Regions from separate parts of the Oryza sativa genome. Here region 2 is linked to region 1. Evidence: chromatin contacts called from public ChIA-PET data. All regions are on one chromosome and are shown on one strand. Each heading gives the region's core, a stretch centred on a gene start, on an enhancer-like site or on the middle of the called end of the contact. The rest is flanking DNA. Distances are from core to core; before and after follow the strand shown.

What was found. ChIA-PET counts read pairs in DNA pulled down with a chosen protein or histone mark.
Region 2: a contact with region 1 is called in an RNA polymerase II ChIA-PET map of leaf, with 7 times the contacts expected there. The contact joins the promoter of LOC9271287 here to the promoter of LOC4325434 in region 1. A contact is called at or near these places in 1 of 15 Hi-C or Micro-C datasets (leaf) and 1 of 4 datasets of contacts at active chromatin or transcription factors (leaf).

Annotation. Positions count from the first base shown.
Region 1 is chr1:16,288,662-16,295,440 of ASM3414082v1, reverse strand. It overlaps LOC4325434, which reads left to right and starts at 3,868. Exons shown (of 1, transcript XM_015779740.3): 1 at 3,868-4,474. The coding sequence starts at 3,907. The coding sequence ends at 4,401. LOC136354008 reads left to right here and starts at 3,868. Exons shown (of 6, transcript XM_066305537.1): 1 at 3,868-4,291; 2 at 5,401-6,779.
Region 2 is chr1:16,425,669-16,432,447 of ASM3414082v1, reverse strand. It overlaps LOC9271287 (piezo-type mechanosensitive ion channel homolog), which reads right to left and starts at 2,633. Exons shown (of 21, transcript XM_066311351.1): 1 at 2,394-2,633; 2 at 731-811. The coding sequence starts at 2,454.

The sequences.
Region 1 (6,779 bases), core at 2,619-5,118:
TTGAATTTCAAATTATGACAACTTCAAAGAATATTTTCAAATACTAAATGATTTCAACTGAAAAAGTCATCAACATAAAAGTTGTATAACTCATCAATATCTATAACTTTTATTTTGGTCATTTCTTCATCCGATAAAGTAATAGTAACATTGTTCAAAAAATTTACATATCTTTCTTATAGTTTATAAACTATCTAAGAGATATGTATATTTTATGAACACTGTTACAAATCACTTTGTCGGATGAACAAATTACCAAAATAAAAGTTATAGATATTGATGAGTTATACAACTTTGTTGTTGATGAATTTTTCAGTTGAAATTATTTAGTATTTGAAAATGTTGTTTGAAGTTGTCATAATTTTAAATTCAAATTCAAATTATTGAAACAAAGTCATATAGCAAAATGACCAAAACAAAAGTTGTAGATCTTCTAAAAGATGTCCTGAGGGGCTTTTGAAGGTTTCGTTGGTCAGTGCTTATGGATCGTCACCTAAGATGGCTAAGGCATAGGAATCAGAGATGATGTGTGGCGCCGATAGTGGAATTGGAGAGCACATCCACCTTGGTTCCCCTTATGAGGCATTGAATAGTTGAGGAAGGGGAGCTGACCCGAAGGATTTCAGGAGATAGCTCTAGCTCCCTCAACAATTTGTTACTCACAATGGTTGTTAACTCCTGAATGGTTTCCCTAAGGAATTTGTCTTCTAGATGCTTTAAAGGAATAACTGGAACTAGTAGTTGTTTGTAACATGACTAATTCGAGGTATTTCTGAAATCTTCAAAAGGGTGAAAATTTTGGAGTTGCTGGAATAGAATGCCTGTTCAGCAGCGAAGATGAAGCTAATGACTCCAGAAGTTGTTTTCATAGAACTCGTTGATTGGTTAATTGATTACTTCATCTTGACATAATGCTTGTCGAATTTTAATCTTGTGTTTGTGTAGCCCCCGACTTTATGCTTGGTTGGAAAGCGACTAAATATAGAGTCAATAACTATAATTTCTTGTTGTTGAATAACCATTGCTTGAGTGAAGATAAGCATTGAGAATGTCTAAGTAGAAAGCTTGAGGATTTGAGCACTACTTGTTGTAGTAGATTAGCACGGTGTTGTGTCTGGTGGAACATGCCGAGGTGTTGAGTTTCTCGGAGACGTCAAGGTTGATGAAGTAGCAAAGCTGGTTAAGTTAAGGCAACAAAGGTTGCGGAGGTGTAACAGACTCAAATTTTCAGGGAAAAATTTTTGCTAAATATTTTAGTTGCACTCTTCTCGATTCTTCTATTGAAGTGATCTTGCCTTCTCTTAATTTCTTTTAACTTGGATTTAGACTTTATTTGCAAAGTTAATCGCTCTCTTTTAAATTTTACAAAACCTTTCTATTTATTTTCTTTAATCTCTAACTTTGGCTCTAGATTATATTTCCTTTGAATCCATTCCCGAACATCTCCAACAAATACTCTTTCAATTTCTGCTCAACCATCTCTAGAGCACATGAAATATCAATATCTCTAGAGTTAATACCTTTTCATTTAGAGCTTACCACACTACCATCAAATCCAGTTTTATCTTCCACCAAATATTTCCCCTTTGATCTCTACCCAAACCATGAAATACCAAATCCTATTTTCCCCAGAACCACTACTTTTCTTTTGATCACTCAACTATCTCCAGAATACATGAAATGTCATTTTCTAACCTCCCTAGAGTACATAAAATGACAATTTCCAATTTCCTCACAGTTAGTACTCTCCCTTTGAACTCAACCCCAATATCTCTAGAGTACAGGAAATGTTGATACCTTTCCTTTTGATCTCCACCAAAATATTTCCATAGTCCATAAAATATCCTTTTCAATCTCCCTGAGTCAATATAACTATCCTTTAGAGTTCACCAATCTACCACCAATTCTGTTCCTGTAGAAATTCCCATCCACATATATTTCCAAATCCAGTTTTATACTCCAACAAATATTTCCCCTTTGAAATCTCATTCATCTAAATTATCTATTCAAGATTCCAAAGTCTACTATTTAGCTTGGGCCAATAATTCCCGATTGAGCCGACTCTTTGTTATATTCCATTAACAATTTTATCCTTGGGGCTAAACTAGTATAATTTCCTTTTTGCTGGAATTTATTCTGGAGTTTGTTATGCATGCACGAAGTTGGCGGCGAAGCTGCGGAAGGTGGCGACGATTGCGTCAGGCGTGCGGAGTGGCATTTTGCATCTGCATGGAGTCCGGGAGGAACCGAGTCGTGGGATGGCACGAGATTTTAGGCCTAGGATTTCTCTTTCTGTTTCTAGAGTATAAGTAGCAGTCAGTTCATTTTTTCCCTTGTAAGGTTTACAATTCAGTTGAATGAAAAACCCCAGAAAATTGCCCCACATTTGCTCGTGATTTCGCTAAGTTCTGAAATTCCTCGATACTCTGTTCTTGCTCTGTTTTCTTCAGTTCCGTATCGGAGTTCAGCGCTTGCGCTAACAAACAGTTTTGGACTTGGCAACATCAGCAGTAGCAGTAGCGCACACGATCAGATGGCAATCACAAGCAGATCAAGCATATACATGGAAGAACGACTTAATCATTACAATTTTTTTTGGTTGTCACGTACCACGAAGCAGACCATATATACTCCTACATGATGATGCCATTTTCTTTCTTACCATGATTTTATAGCTAGGTAGCTAATCGATCAGCTGCTTGATTGATCAGTAGGCAGCAGCTGCGGCGGCGGCGCACTCGATGTCGCCGGCCTTGTCGTCGACGACCTTGCCGCCGGCCATGACGGTCTTGTACGAGTATCTGTTAGCGACGACCACGTAGAAGACGAGGTTGGCGATGCCGATGCAGGCGAGAAGCCAGTAGAAGAGGTCCAGCCTGCTGCTGTTCAGGTCCTTGCCGAACCAGCCGGCGGCGCGGCCGCCGTGCGAGGTGACGTGGACGAGCGGCGTGAGTGGGCTGCCCTCGAGGACCCTGTACCGGTAGTGGCGCCAGCCGGCGAGGAAGACGGCGAGGGAGGCGGCCATGACGGCGGCGAGCACGACGGCGTCAGCGCCCCGCCGACCTTCTCCTGGAGGTAGACGATGACGGTGACGCCGAGCAGGACGCCGGCGCAGAGCCCTCCTTTCCCGCCTCCTCCTCCGCGCCTCCGCTCGCAAGCCGCCTCACCGGCCGCCACGCGCTCGCAAGCCGGCCGCCGCTCAGCCCCGCAAAGAGGAGAGGAAAAAGAAGAGAGAAAAAGAAAGGGGAAAGAGAGAGGGTGACGTGGACACCTGATATGTAGGTCTCACGTGGGTCCCTCGCTAATTCAGCCGTTACGTATATTAAAACCGGCGTCAAAACCACCGAAGAAGCTCGGGTGACTGGTTTTGTATAGTTAAGGGACCCTGTATATCTGGTTTTACAGTTTGAGGATGTTTTTTATCCCCATGACAAGTTGAGGGACCTTCGGTGTACTTTTTCCTTTTTCCTTTCCACTCTTCTTGCGCTGCCAGCCCAGCCGAGCCGAAGCCCAGTCGAGCCGGCCAACCGAAGCCGCCTTCTACCTCCTCTGTGGGCGCCGCCACCGCACGCCATGAGACGCCGCCGACCGCGGCATTGCGCCCGCGGTTCTGCTGCCGTCGCCGCTGCCTTGCCAACCACGGCAAGCCGGCGCCGTGCCGTAATCCATCTCCTCCGTCGTCCAACCTCGCTGCCGCCGACGCGTGTGCGCGCCGCGCTGGCCGACCAATGGATGAACAGAGCCGGCGCCGTCTCCTTCTTTTCCACGCCGCCGTCACGGAGTTCTCCTCACCCTTCTCTGTGAACCGCCATCGGCAACCGACCTCCGCAGCCTATAAAATGACGACGAGGTCCTCTCTTTTTCCCCACATCAACATAGCCTCGAGCTCTTCCTCTCTCTCCTGCCATGGCCGGCGTTGTCTACCACCAGCCGATCTCCTCCTCCGTTGCTTCCCTTCCTATTCCCTTTTACCATAGGCTTTGCCTCACTCCGGTGATTCCATTTTTCCTATTTCCCCTCTCCTTTAGCCACTTCCACAAGCCACCAACGGCACCACCAAAGCCGGCCGGAGCTGAGCTCTTGTTGCCGCTGTTCCAGCCATCCTCTTTTCCCCCTATGCTTTCCACCGACCTCCCCGGATGCGCAGCGAGCGGGAACACGCTTGGCCGCCGCCGTCGAGGCCGTTCAACCACCGAAGCACCGGCGCCCTGTCCCTTTTCCTCTCTGTTGTTGCTCGGGAGAAGAAACAGAAGGAAGGAGAGGAACGGGAGGAAGAAGAGACATATGACAAGTAGGCCCCGCTGCACAGTAACCTTCCTCTTTTATTTGATTTTAATTCAATTTCAATCTTTAGACACCCATATCTTTCCAACCACAAATCCAATCCCAATGAGACTTTGACCTAAATTCATATAATTTCAAACTCTTCGTTTTGATACCAAATTTCCTATTTTTAAAATTTTATTTAAAATTCTTTATTTAAAAACCCTTTTCCTTATTTATTTATTTACTTTCTAATTTTAAATTATTTTAATTAACCTTTAAAAATTATTTTAAATTTATTTGATTTACTTTACATCCCCTTTAATTTTGAATTTCTTGTTTTATTTAAAAACCTTTTTAAATTTTAATTATCCTTTAATTTTTAAATGCACCTTTTTTTTACCATTTTAAATTTTATTTCTTTAATCTATTTAAAACCCCTTTTGTGTTTAAATTTCTTTGATTTATTTAAATACTCATTTTATTTCTAAACCATTCCCAAACCATCCCTTAGCCACTAAAAATCCGCTGTTGGAATTTTACGCCTTCTCTGAAGACGTTCGCGTGGTCTCAAACCCCGACGTCAAACCGTTGGCTGTAAAACCCGGCATAACCTAATCCCAATGTCGAAGTGTCGCTCTTCGCACCCCACGCCTCAATGCTTACAGTGGTCAGAGCCTCACTACTCCCTCGACATCCACAGCACACCAGCTTTCGAGCTCTGTGTGACCCTAGCCGCTCTACTATCACTCACAACTGTAGAGTAACACTATTCCGTAAACCTGTACAAAATTTTCCCAACTCACTAGTCGTGATGGTTGACCATAGCATCAACTAGATGAGCCAAATATTTAGCCGTTATGCTGTCCAACCTTAGCATCGGCTAACCAGTTCAAATATCTAGCAATCGTGCTGCTCAACTCTAGCACTGACTAGAAACCAAATCCACCAAACAAACCCCACCTATCCAAATTATCTATTTCCCCGATTTCTTTTGTTTTCAAATTAAAATTTATTTTGAACCATTCTTTTTCCTCTCGCCTTGCTCCAATTTTATTTATTCCTTGGTTTTATCGTTTCTTTGTAGCAATTTGCTTATAGGCTTTATTTGCCATCTTTTTCATATTCGTATGTTAGACCGTACAGCAAGTTCTATCGGCATCCAAGGAGCTGACGTGGACCCAAATGGCTACGCTGAAACCATGGGAAATCTTAAGGCGCAAGGCAAGACATAACTAAAATTTTGATCATATATAAAACTTGATATAATCTTCATATTTAAATTTGATGCATAATATCTTACTCTTTTAACATCTGATGGGTAGATGTTAAATGCTTTTAAGCATGATTACATGATATTAATAAGATACATTTGAGATCATTTTATGTGGTTTATTATTCAAACATCTTTACAAACTTAGGAATCCGGTTAAAATGGGCATTTATGAATTGAGATTGTGAATATTGTGATTATGAATGTTGATGAATGATGAAGATGGTGTGGGGAGCTTGGAAAGTTTTTGGTGGTTTAACCAGATTATAATTACCCCCTTATACCATGGGAAATGACATAGTTGTATCCATCCACACGACCAAGACATTGGACTTAGCCTAGTACATTGTCCCACTATATGAAAGACTGTTGGGTGGCTCTATGAGCGGTTTTGGGGTGAACATGCGTAAGGAGTTAGGGGGCAGTGTTTCACAACAGTGGGTCTCTTGAAAGTGTGACGATAAAGTAACCTTGCCCTAGGCCTGGCAAGAGTTCGACCACTATGATAAGCCAAGACCCCACTGTGCAGTAACTAGTAGTAAGTGGGACCTTCGAACGGCTCTGGTGTCCTCAGCCTTGCAAACTGTTGACATCGTGTGGGTAAATCTGGACAGTCTCTGCAGAGGTGAATTAAATCATTCGAATGTGCCGTACTCCCGGTTCTGGAGTTGTGTCATAAGGGTGATTCCTAGTCCTGATGTATGTCACACCCCGAAGTTCTCCTCCCAAGCCTAAATTTAATTTATAAATGACCCCAAGAAAATACAGGTGCAAAGCCAGAGTAAACCCTTTTAAATCAATGCAAATAATAATCGGAAGTGGCATGTGGAATTTTTCTTGAGTTCTACATGTCGAAATTCACTAACAGAATTTTTAGTGGAATTTTTAGAGCCCTAGAAATAATTTTAACCAATTAAAATTGAGCAAGCAATATTTTTAATTCCAGGGAAAATCCTTTTTCCTTTCTCTTTTTCTTTTTCCTTTCTTTTTCCTCCTTTTTTCGAATGGGCCGCTGGCCCATTCTCTCCTTTCCTCCCCCTCCTCCCTGCTGGGCCGGCCGCAGGCCGAGGCCCAGCCAGGCCGCCCGCCTCCCTCCTCTCCCGACGTCGCCAACAGGTGGGGCCCACCTGTCGGACCCGTCCCCTTCCTCCAGCCGGCGCCGCCGTGCCCGCAACCGCCGCTGCGCCCACGCTTCTGCCTTCTCCGGGCCACATCAGCCACGTCCGCGCGTGCGCCGCATCTC
Region 2 (6,779 bases), core at 1,384-3,883, 140 kb before region 1:
AATTTCTCATGTAATGGTTGCAACAGGAATCATTTTGTAACTCAAGGCAAAAGTCATTAACAATAATTAATAGTGAACTTCTTTAAGGTTTTTAAAAAATTTCATACCAATAGCATTTCATTTAATATATACGCGTCTTTAATTCCTTATGAACAAATGACAATAAAAATGGTCCGACATCATGTGTTTTCTACTGCACAAGCTAAGTTGCATCAGGCATCAGACCTCCAATAGAAATGCAAAATTCGTATCATGTGACATAAACGCGGTGAGGAATACTCCAAACTTAGGATAATACAAATGCTACCATGATTTATAACTTTGCTTTACATATCAAGTGCATAAGGTTCAAGTAGTGTCCTTGAATAGCTTGTTTGATGGGGGTTATTGTACTTGGACAGAAAGCACGATATGCAGCAGGTCTCAGCTTAGCAATCAATCTGATTTCAGATTTAATTGGTGTAGTTGAGGTTGTCACTTGTTATTTGTGCTGCTGTAATGCTGAACTGGCCACGAAGAGGAAAAGGGGTGCGTGTGTGTGTGTGTAGACGGAAACAGAGATGCTCAACAAGAGAGGGATCATACGTGAGATCTCAAAGGGCAGTTCTCAAAAAAAAAAAAAGATATGGAAGGGCTATTCAAATTAAGTTGGGCCTTATAGGACAGAGTTAATAGAAAATTTTCATTGAAGCTACTTCAAAATGCATCCATAAAAAGAGCATAATCATACCTCTCCTTGGAGCTACAAACCGAATTGCAAAGAAAAATATCATATTGACCAGAGAAATTAAGCTCCAATCAAGTAAGGAAGCTGCAAAACAGTGGACCACAATGTTGGATTAGATCAAGAAAGGAGTCAAGAGAAATGTGTTAGCAAACTACTCAAATTTTAGAGATTTGAGCACAGGTTCAATCGCCCTAATGGCCAGCATGCAATTTCTCTTCACTTGTGCTTTATTGTGTTGAGTTATAGTCCCTCCAGAAATGAAAACATGTTTTGGACATACATTAAGTCAAACTTTCATAGTTTTAAGCAAAAAAAGAACGTATTCTTTTAGATAATTAGGTTGAATAATGAAAATCATGTGAGAATTTTCCCGTAAAGTACTTTCATAGCACAATATTTTATCAGGTTCTACAAATATATTACAATAGAAATTAGTGAGAAAATTGCATTTTTGGAGATGGTGTTGATATCCAAAGTGACATGTTTTTGTGACCTGAGGAGTAGCATCTAGTTAGTTACAGGAATCAAGATAATAAGGCAATTGTAAAAATTTTGGAATGAATTGACCATAGAATGGAACGTGTCTGTTTTAGCAGAAGGCTTAATCATGCAAAGGAATCAATCGGTTGTATATCACTGAATTAGTTATTGACTAAATTAACAACTGGAGTATAATTATTTAAATGTTTTACTAATAATAATATCCAATTAAACATAAGGATTCTAGGACTTAGCCATACAATTTCACTCCAATGTGATTTGAAGATTCAGCTGAAAACAGATTGAACCATCAAAACAGATTAGGACAACCCCCTCCCCCACTCTTACTAATACATTCGTCCAAAGTCCAAACAACTTGTCAGCACAGCCTGTCCAAACATAAACAACCCTCCTTGCATCCACTCAGTGAGGCCAGGACCAGCCATGACAGATCATAAAAGACTAAATGCGCTATGTATGAAATGAGAAGTTCAGGTGATGGCCAACCTCAACAATAGTAATGTTTTGCCCCGCTATCTATTACCTCAACAATGTTTTGCCCACCCACCTTACATTCAGATTTCCAAATAGGCATACAGCTAATGACATAAGTACATAAAACATTGGTTCATTACTGATAAAATATACAATTATACAGTATAGTCAATAAACTCAATCATGTAAACTGCACATTAATATTCGTATTTTGCAGACTAAATTTGGGTCAATAATCATTAGCATGTAATTTTGTGTGAGAGAAATGAAAAGGGAATAAGGATAGAAAGCTGTGCATTCAGCAGGTACATTGGTAGCAGCACTACATACCATTTTAGATAAAATATATCACAAAGGAAATTATCCACTATCCACAACATCCAAATCTTATAAGCAAATAGCAGCAATAACATCAGAAATCTCTAAGCAGCTCGTCTTATAAGCAAATCAACGGTTCAATGAACTTACTCTCTTAACAGAATTCTAGTTAGCTGTAATCAAGCTACCACCACCTTGGTGCAGAATCCTAACAGCAGGAACCTATTTTTATGGCAGAACCTAAACCCTAGCTTAGCCCCGAGCGCAACATAAAGAGGGAACACCCATGAATTTGGCAGCTAGAAGGACCGCGACGCACGCAATCAGCTATACAGAAGATTCGCATCGGATGGGATGGACGGACGAAGCGTACCTGCCAGGAGCACCAGCGGCAGAAGGCAGCGGCCGGCGCAGCCGCCCGTCCGCCACGCCATCGCGAGAAGGTGACGGCGGCGGCTCCTCCTCCCCACGCTTCGCTCCCGCTAGCCCGACTTTACCGCCATCTGCGGTGCGAGCCGAATCGAATCGGAATCGGGTCGCTCGCCTTCCGCCGGGTGGAAGAGGATTTGGGGGATTAGGGCAGGGCAGCGAGGAGATCTCACTGGTTGGGCTCTTCTCTTGCCGCTGTACTTTTTCTTTTTTATTTGGATGGCCTCTCACACACGAGCGTCGTCTCTGTCTGCCTTTCGGTTCCGACGTCTGTTCGCGACAAATCTGACGTTATGATGCCACCATGGTTAGGCTTGATTTTTCACCTTTTGGTCCTTTTAAAAAATTTATTCTACAAATGAACCCCTAAAATACTTATTAGCGAGAAATGGTCATTTCCGCGGCGTCACCATCATGGGTAGGGATGGCAGTTTTGCCCACGGGTCCAATGGGCATGGGCATGGATGTAATATTTTGTCCGTGGGCACACCCGCCCGAGACCCGAGAATGTAGCGGGCAATAATTGAGTAATACTTTTTCCCCGTAGATAACCCATACCCGACCCGATACCTATGTTTTAGCTAATTTTGGCCCACCTCTTAATTCCGATCCCTCTTTCTTTTGGCCCATTTGGCCCATCAACCAAGGGCATATATATACTCAACTGAAACCTTACTCTAATTCCCCACTCTCCTCTCTTACCTCAATCACGGCGGCGCGGGCAGGTGACGGCGGACGCGTGCCGGCGCGAGCAGGCGATGGCGACGGCAGCGCGGGCGGGTGACGGCGGCGGCAGGCGGCGACGCGGGCCAGCGCGAGCAGGCGATGGCGGCGGCAGCGTGGGCTGGCGGCAGCAGGCGGCGGCGTGAGCTGGCGCGAGCAGGCGACGGCGATAGAGCAGGCAGGCGGCAGCGCGAGCAGGCGGCGCGAGCGGCGGCAGGCGGCGACGCGGGCCGGCTCAAGCAGGCGACGGCGGCTACGCAGGCAGTCGATGGCGGCGACGCGGGCCGGCGTGGGTTGGTGAGGGCAGGTGACGGCAGTGGCAGCTCATGATGGCGACGGCGACGCCATGACCTGAGCCAGCCTCGCGGACACCGCCCGTGCTGCTGCCACCCGTATACGGAGCTCCCAGCGCAGAGGCAGTCCATGGGCGGCGCACGGGCACAGTGGGTACCCGTTGGGCATGCCCGTGCCCGACGGGCATGGGCATGGGCATTGGGTTTTACCCGATAGGCTTCGCAGGCGTGGGTTAGGCACGGGCACGTGGGTCTCAGGTCGGGCATGGATTCACTCGACCCACTGCCATCCCTAATCATTGACGCCTTGGTCCAATATGACGGTGCCAAAAACATTAGCGCCGCCCCCTTTCCAGTGAAAGCTAAGTCACTAATGTAAATGTAAAAGGGGGCAGGGTCGTCCCGTTAAATTCGGGGACCCTATATAAAGTCGTAAAGAAGGATAAAAACTTAATTGATGATACAGTATGACAAAAATTTAAATTCCTGTTGATGCGAAAAGTACACACTGGCCTGAGAGATCTGCTTAACTCCAGTGCAGGTCCTAAATCTTGTTCTTGGGTTCAAAGGCGTGCCAGTTGATTTGATCCTGCAATCAACAAGAAAGAAAGACAAGAAAACCGTGGTTAAATCCATAAACGATAGCCGATCGGCTAGGAGCCGATGACATCGTCAATCATTAAGCCGATGTTATTGGCATTAGATCGGCAATGAAGAATAAAGCAATATAAAGCTAAATCTACTCAATCGGCTATAGATATCAACGATATATAATCCTTCTCTCGAAATATGTTTAAACTAAGTGATTGGATAGATCGAAGAGCAAGTCGAGACAGTATAAATCACTTATGTTTAAAGATACTTTAAGATAACGATTATACATACGTTTATAGCATAGCCGATCAAATAGCTAATACTCCGATACCACTCTATATTAAGATGTTAGAACAGACGAAATATATCAAACAGAAGGACTTGATATACCTTAATGCAATAAGATCTTAATATAAAGGGCGGATTTAGCATGTCAAGCGAACATATAGGGTATAAAATAGCTAAATCAGGTAAGATCGGCTGAAACCCCGATGCTATCTCTATTGGTAATCATAAAACAGGCTAGACAGATGCAGCATTAAGCATAAGAATAAATATAAGATCTAGACAAGATGATGAAAACCTCTAAGAGATGTTAGATATGCTATATAATCTAGATTAAAAACAAGATCTAACTCTATCGGCTACTCTCTAGCGATAGATACAAGCCGATTGCAAGTTAGATTGTGAAACTAATAAAGATTATGAAGCATATATGATAACTCGACGATTTACATAAACAACATTAGAGTATCGTAACGACGGAAGCACTAATTGTCACGCCCTGAAAATCGCCTAATTTAATAATTCATTCTTTAAATCATTTTTAGAAATTATTTTTAAAAGACTACAAGTTAAACTCTAACAATCCAGGAAAAATTTCAACATAAAATTGAGATAGATAAAATTTCATTAAATACTTTGCTTGTTTATCTATTTTCTAGATTTTTCTGGGAATTATTTGAGCAAAGGAAGTATTTTTAATAAATGAAACATCATTTCACGAATTATTTTAATTGGAAAAGTTTTAAAATTCCCCCCTAGGCCGTTGGGCCCTTTCCGGCCCAACATCCCTCTCCCTCGCGCATGGCCGTGCGGCCCACGCCGGCCCAATCCAAGCCGAGCCGCCCCTCCCCTCCTCTAGCCGCCAACATGTGGGGCCCACATGTCGGGGTCATCCCCTACCTCCGGCCGGGCCGAGCCAAGCCCGAGCACCGCCGCCTCTCCTCCGATTCCGCCTCAACCAGTCGCCCCCGAGTCCGATTGCTTGAGCGAAAATCCTCTCCTCCTTATCCTCTCCCTTTCCCCTAAGGTTTCGGGGATCAATTTTGCCCGGATAAACCTAATCGAATTCATTTTGAGCTTATCTCTTCAAACTAACCCTAGTTTTTCCCGGCTCGTTTCCTCTCGGCTGGAGTCCGATCTCTCTAATCCAAGCCTTTATAAAGCATCCCCTAGTCGTCCTCTACGTTTCCCCTCAAGTCCCGAGCCTCGCCGTCGCCCGTAGCGCCGCCGCCGCGTAGCCCTAGCGCCGCCGCCGCCGACGCCGCTCCAGCCGCTCCGCGCCGTCGCCGTCCGTCACCGCCACCGGGTTCGCACGGTGGAGGAGCACCCCGTCCGCCCCTTCGCCGTCGTCGTAAGCCGCCGGAACGCCGCCGCCGTCGTCGAGCCAAGCCGCGCCGCCGTTAGTCCTCGTCGCCGGTCGCCATTTGTCGTCGTCCGTCGTAGTTTCTTGCACCGGTGAGTTCGCGTCGTCGTCCTCTTCGCGTAGGTGTTCTCGGATAGCCCAACCGAGCTCTCTTTTGCCGGTGGTCGCGTGGAGCCGTGCCATGGCCGGTGATGATGTCAGCGATGACGTCATAAATCCTTTTTATTTAGTTTTCTCTATTAAATGAAAATCGATTAAACTTCAGAACTCATCGTAACTCGGATTCGAGTGGTTGAAGTTGCTAAATTCATCTAAATCAAGATCAACATGTTAAAAATATCCACATGTACTGTTTATGCTTGTTTTTGTACTGTTTTGTTGATTTTGTTTATTTGCTTTAGTTTCCGACGTTCCGGAGGAGAGCGTTTTCTTTGAGGAAGGTTCGGAAGCATTTGAAGAAGCTCAAGGCAAGTCACACAGATCCCAAACAACCCTTTGAGCATGTTGAACCCGTTTAAAGCTAATGTTTTATTTCAACTGATGCATTATTTTCGAATGTCATCGGGTGGTGAGCCTTTTCCAATTAATTAATGGCCGAAGATGACTTTATTTTTCCTATGGGTTATAATTTGATTAGCTAGAACCTTATATATTGGTTTGGTTCAGCTAAATGCTATATGTATAATTGCTTAGCCATACTTAGAAACATTAGCTCATTAATGGGATGAATCATACTACATTATTAATTATGGTTATATTTAATGGTAGCTCACGATGGTTAATCGTGTTATGATAATTAATTGATAATTAAAACCTGATTAAAGGTGGGTTGTGAGCATATGGTTTTGATGGTTGTGCTCATGACAATTAAGGACCGGTTCGCGAGCTACTGTTGTGAAACATTAACCGTGCCAACCAAAAGCCAGCGTAGGCAACGGCTTTACCTTTTGTATAGCATGGTTCATTACGGGGTGCCAGACTGAAAAGCAGCGAGAAGTCCGTGGGGGTCGCTGGGGAGTCCATTGGCTCTGGTTTTGAGGGGGAGATTATGATCCAGGAACGGTGCACTGTG